Linked DNA regions of Mus musculus: region 2 is linked to region 1. Evidence: chromatin contacts called from public HiChIP or PLAC-seq data. All regions are on one chromosome and are shown on one strand. The core of a region is the stretch at or near the end of the contact, and the rest is flanking DNA. Distances in the headings are between cores, read along the strand shown. Region 1 overlaps Dst (dystonin). Region 2 overlaps Dst (dystonin).

Region 1 (2,700 bases), core at 15-2,514:
AAGGCAAGATTTTATGGTGAGATGTGACTATATTTGATGAATGACACTTAAAAAACAGGCATGAAGGCCTGTCGCAAGTGAGAAGGCAGTGCAGAGAGGTGTGAGAAACAAAGAGGATCATGGGAGAAGCCAGGCAGGAAAGCAAGCAGAGAGGTGGGGCCAGGGACACAGGAAGCCGAAGACAAAAGAACAGGAGGGGCTTTGAAAATTGAAGTCATACTAAAGACCTAAACACTTCTTCAGTATCTCAGCTGCAATCCTTACAGCTTTTCCAATGGCCACTATACACTCAGAGTTGTTAAGACACAAAAATAAGCTTATAAGGTTAAGAGACAGAGCTGGGTTGTGGTGGCAGCAATGGCACAGGACTTTAATCCCAGCACTCAGGAGGCAGAGGCGGGCAGATCTCTGAGTTTGAGGCCAGCCTGGTCTAGCTTTATAGCTAGTTCCAGGACAGCCAGAGCTACACAAAGAAACCCTGTTTCAAAAAATACCAAGAAGGAGGGAGGGAAGGAGAGAGAGAGAGGGAGGGAGGAAAGGAGAGAGAGAGATCGATCAAGTAAAAGATGGAAACACATAGAAACTGAACTGCCAACACAGTGGGGGAGGGAGGATGTGTGGCAACACAATCTTACAACTATGTCTGTTATCAAGGGCATCCTCCAAATATCTGTTCTCAAAGAACAGCTTCATCTTGAGGTCCACCTATTTCTGGACTGTTTCTGGAAAAAGATTCCTGAGGTTGATGCCAGCCCTATCCTAACTTGGGCAGTCTCAGCCACAGAGTAGATACTGTAGCACTGGCTCAAGCAGAGAACAGACTGGACTGAGAGGAAGCAGCAAGACAAGCCTGCGGCACGCAGAGGCCCGGGTCTGCACAGCCACCAAGGGCATGGTTGCATAAAACACAGGAACTGGGGTAAAGGTCCCAAAAAACCCCGGCAAGTCCTCCTGTATCACCCTACTCCCCAGTGCTCTGCAACCTGCCCCAGATCTAGCAACTAGAAAGAACCACTCGATATGAAATAACTCCGGTTGTTAAACATTTTAAACATCAATATCTCTACCAATGAATGAAGTTAATCAGGGCTACTGAAGTTTGGTGCTGAAGCTCCGAGCAGGACTTCAAATCCCAAAGGTAATGAAAGGGAGGCAGCAGCAGTCAGTCAGGGGTAGATGTTTGGCCAAGACTCCCTATCAAGCCCCCCAGACTGGCTGCTATGCAGGAACCAAAGAGCAGAGGTCCCGGCATACACTGCGCTGGTCAGAAATGTCTCCAAACCGCCCCAGCCCCATCACTGTGCACAGGAGAGGAAGGGCTGACTGATGCTCCTGACTATGTTATGGGAACGAGCTTTTGGCCCCTGCTGAGATGAAGTGTATATTTGGTCTGTGTTCAAGACTTAAATGCTTTTCTGGCAGTACATTCTCTTTCAAAATCTGCTTACTCTGGAGGTGTACTTATCAGAAAGCTGGGGGGAGGGGATGCAGAGGGAGTTGTCCCATGACCTAACAGCCGCTGATAATGTATTCTGAGTAAAGAGGAGAAACGGGGAGCAGGACGCAGGCTTCCCGGCAATCGGAGGTCAATGCGGTCACTGAGAAATGCTGTGCAGTGAGTTTTTGTCACAGCCCCTTACAGTGTCCAGTTCTCCTGCTCTCCCTCCATTCGCCACACCCCCTCAGCACTGGGCGGAGCACGGCACAGACTTCAGCATGCCACGCCCACTCTGCACTCTGTGGAGGCGCAGCCTAGATCTCAGCAAGCACTGCACCGGGGGACCCTTTCCTGGGAGGATGCTACTGAGTCTGAAGCAGTGGCTAAAGCTATCATGATGTTGTACAACCTTCCCTGGAGTCTCCCTGATATTCCAGCAAGAACTACGAACTTTCCAACCTCCACCCCTTGACTCTGGTTGGCTTCCCCAGTTCGTGAACTTGACTGGAGTTTGTTCCAGTGTGACTTTTTGTAGCGTTCTTCAGCCTGACGTACTCAGAATGCGTTCACGGCCATGATAACTCCACCCCCACACCGACTCCACCACCCCACCACTGTCGGGTTCTGTTTCTCCTACCTACGTTCTTTCAGACTCTCCACAGGTTTTGACTTTGGTTCTTTTACCTGTCTGACATGCTCAGAAAATACTGATCACAAAACATAAGTCCTCCTATAAATGTACCATTTATGTCTGAACTAAAAATCTGTCTGAATGACCCTGCTCTATCTTTCTAAAACATCCTTCCAAAACAATCCCTAGCAGTAACACAGATCCTACTTATCTTCCTAGACTGATAGAGATTTAGCAAGGATTCCGATAGATAGTATTTCAAATGCACATCTTTCTAACTGAATAATTTTCCAACATATGGCTCCACCATTCTTTATTATATCACTAACTCAAACTGAGATACTTTAAATTTTAATTGTATGGAATACAAGAAGCAAGGTATATGTGTGTGTGTGTGTGTGTGTGTGTGTGTGTTTCCCTAGGCTAGTTGGTTGTTCCTTTGTCTGTTGTTGTTGTTGTTTGTTTGTTTGTTTGTTTGGCACAGGCTAGAGTCACTGGGAAAGAAGGACCATCAATTGAGAACATGCTATCATCAGATTGGCCTATAGGCCAAGTCTATGAGGATATCTTCCTAGTCAATGACTGATGTGGAACAGCCAGGCCACTAGGGGCAGTGCCATCCCTGGGCAGG
Region 2 (2,700 bases), core at 17-2,516, 120 kb before region 1:
GAGCCTTTTTTACTCCTGTAAGTTTTAGACCTTAACATTCATGTATTATGTCTCTATATAGTGTCAGTATATTTTTCTGAGATTGAGTTATGCAGGGTATCTCAGATTAGCCTTGAACTCATGATCTTCCTGTCTCAGGCTCCTCTGGAGTGTTGTGCCATCATGCCCAGCTAAATTCCATTCATTCTCACCTTTTCTTTCCCTCCATCCCCATTAGCAATTGCTGCCTAGGTAGCATTAAATGTTATAACATAGTAGGTCTTTTGTTTACCATCCCTTCTTTGTATAACAGAAATCATCCTGTAAAGAGAACATCCTTCTTTTTTTTTTTTTTTTTTTTTGGTTTTTTTTTTTTGAAACAGGGTTTCTCTGTATAGCCCTGGCTGTCCTGGAACTCACTTTGTAGACCAGGCTGGCCTCGAACTCAGAAATCCTCCTGCCTCTGCCTCCGGAGTGCTGGGATTAAAGGTATGCGCCACCACGCCCTGCTAAAGAGAACATTCTTTCACCAAATGTTTCCCCTCTGCAATGCAAATTCAGCTCACACAGGTAAATATCTGAACCATTCCAGTTTAAAGCAGTTGATTTGCTTCCTCAAATCCTCCAAACTAGAGAAGTTAGCAATTACAGGAGACATGTTTGATCCCCAAATTTCTAGGTTGATAAGCCATGTTTTGAGTTGGAGAAAACCAGAAAAGAAAATAAATATCATTTTTAATTTTTAATATATCAAGATTAAATGAGAGGATATAGTAGTCTAATTTTCTCTTCTATATTTTGCTGTTTGGCTCTGGTATAATTTCTGTGGCTTATAATGTAAAACTTTGATAAAAACAGATGCTGTTAAAGGCAAACTTGAAAACACTTGGAGGAAAACCATTTTCCCCTTTTAAGAAGGAATGTGATCTGTCTGCGCTAGAGAGAATGGCCTCCTTATCATCAGTAAAAGAAATGAGCTAATACAGGAAGCAAAAGGAATTCTTTGCAGAAATAAAATAACCTTACTTTTTCAAAAATAAGGAAAGCACAAAAGCATGTTTCCGACTATACCACTACAAATACACAGCTGGATACATATTATGAAGGTAGAGAAAGGCTGGGATGACAAATAACAAACTCAAAACCAAGTGGAAAGGAAGAAAATAAAGCTATAAAGAAAATAACAAACATCAGTTTGCCATCCCAGTGAATAGCCGCTGTGCTGAGTTGAAAGCTAGCAACTGACTGTGTCTGTAAGCCAACCATTTCCAAGGGCCAGCGAAGACTCAGATTCCTTTGTTCCTACCCAGAAAAACAAAGACCAGCAAAGACAAGACAGAGCAGCAACAAAGAACCAGAGGAAGGTCAGATGATGGAGCAAAAAAAAAAAAAAAAAAAAAAAAAGAAGAGTCAGAGGAAGGTCCCAGTGTCCTTATCACCACCTCCAAGGGAATGATTACCAGAAAGTGGGAAGACAAAATCCTGTCGTTCACCCTGTGTATGTATGGCAGGCTGAGGCAGGTGATTAGTGAATGAATGTTACACTTGTTCTACGAGCCACGGGAGCAATAACTAATTTACTGTAAGAGGACAACAGGATGCCTCGTCACCAGTCTCCACAGCATTTTGGAATTCTACTCACTTTATACCTTTAAAATGCCAAGCAATTTTGGTAACTTCTCTTTTTTAAAAAAAATTTTTTAAAAGGATAAAATATTTCATGACTATCTAAATGACTCAGCCAGAAAGCTCTGATCATTGTCTTTGAGCCACTAAGGGAGAGTGTTACAGAGACAAGACAATGCTAAGCCATGGCAATACAGGCTCATGAAGCTGAACAGAGCCAGCCGCCCTCCTGGCTCACCGTATGTGAGGAGGAGGACCACAGCAGTGCGTCAGACCTTCAGTTATGACCAGTGGATATGAACGAAACTTTACTATGGGGGAGGCAGGGGGGTGGGGGGGGAGACAGTCAATTCTGAGCCTTCCAAACATGAACACTTTCCATGAAACTGCACTGATAACAATCCAAATGTAAACACAGTCTGCAAAGACAAAGTTCAGATGGAATCATATGGTGTTTATTAATAAGTCTATGGAGTGAATGAGGGCAAACAGAGCAAGGCCTAAGCATCTTTTTAAGGAAGACGCCACCGTGAGCAATGAAATATCCAAGGAAACACATCCAAGGTGCTCCCTCAGGCACACCATCCCTGGTCTCTCCATAGCAAGAGTCTCTAGGGGAAGGATCAGCCTTTCTAGAAGCCACAATGATTTCTGTTGGGTCCCAGGAGCCAAGCTATCTGTGGGATTCCACAAAAAATAAAGGGTAAAATGACTAGGTATAAAGAGCTCAGCTAGGGGCTGGAGAGATGGCTCAGCAGTTAAGAGCACTGGCTGCTCTTCCAGTGGTCCTGAATTCAATTCCCAGCAACCACATGGTAGCTCACAACCATTTGTAATAGGAACTGATGCCCTCTTCTGGTGTGTCTGAAGACAGCAACAGTGTACTCATACATACAATAAACAAATAAATAAACCTAAAACAAACAAAAAAAAAGAGGCCAGTCACATAAGGTCACATATCATTAGCTCAGGGGGTGGGATCTCTAAAAAGCACTGTAGGTATGTGGCAGAGCTCTGTGCCATCTAAAGAGTTCTGAAAAGATCACTGCAGGTATGGGCCATGACTCCGTGCCATCTGAACAGAACTGTAAAGTT

The links. HiChIP or PLAC-seq counts read pairs in DNA pulled down with a chosen protein or histone mark.
Region 2: a contact with region 1 is called in an H3K27ac HiChIP or PLAC-seq map of embryonic stem cells, with 7 read pairs. The contact joins two enhancer-like sites. A contact is called at or near these places in 1 of 484 Hi-C or Micro-C datasets (embryonic stem cells), 2 of 115 datasets of contacts at active chromatin or transcription factors (both in embryonic stem cells) and 2 of 9 other capture datasets (adipose tissue and pancreatic islet).

Annotation. Positions count from the first base shown.
Region 1 is chr1:33,944,150-33,946,849 of GRCm38.p6, reverse strand. All of the region lies in intron 2 of Dst (dystonin), which reads right to left. Among named protein-coding and RNA genes, the nearest start is that of Dst, 37 kb to the right of the region's middle. Within about 2 kb of position 1,264, at least 65 of the 459 cell types and tissues checked have an H3K27ac peak or open chromatin away from gene starts, as enhancers often do. A contact at or near this core is called in embryonic stem cells, where this site is marked.
Region 2 is chr1:34,064,422-34,067,121 of GRCm38.p6, reverse strand. All of the region lies in intron 4 of Dst (dystonin), which reads right to left. Among named protein-coding and RNA genes, the nearest start is that of Mir6896, 52 kb to the left of the region's middle. Within about 2 kb of position 1,266, at least 8 of the 459 cell types and tissues checked have an H3K27ac peak or open chromatin away from gene starts, as enhancers often do. A contact at or near this core is called in embryonic stem cells, where this site is marked.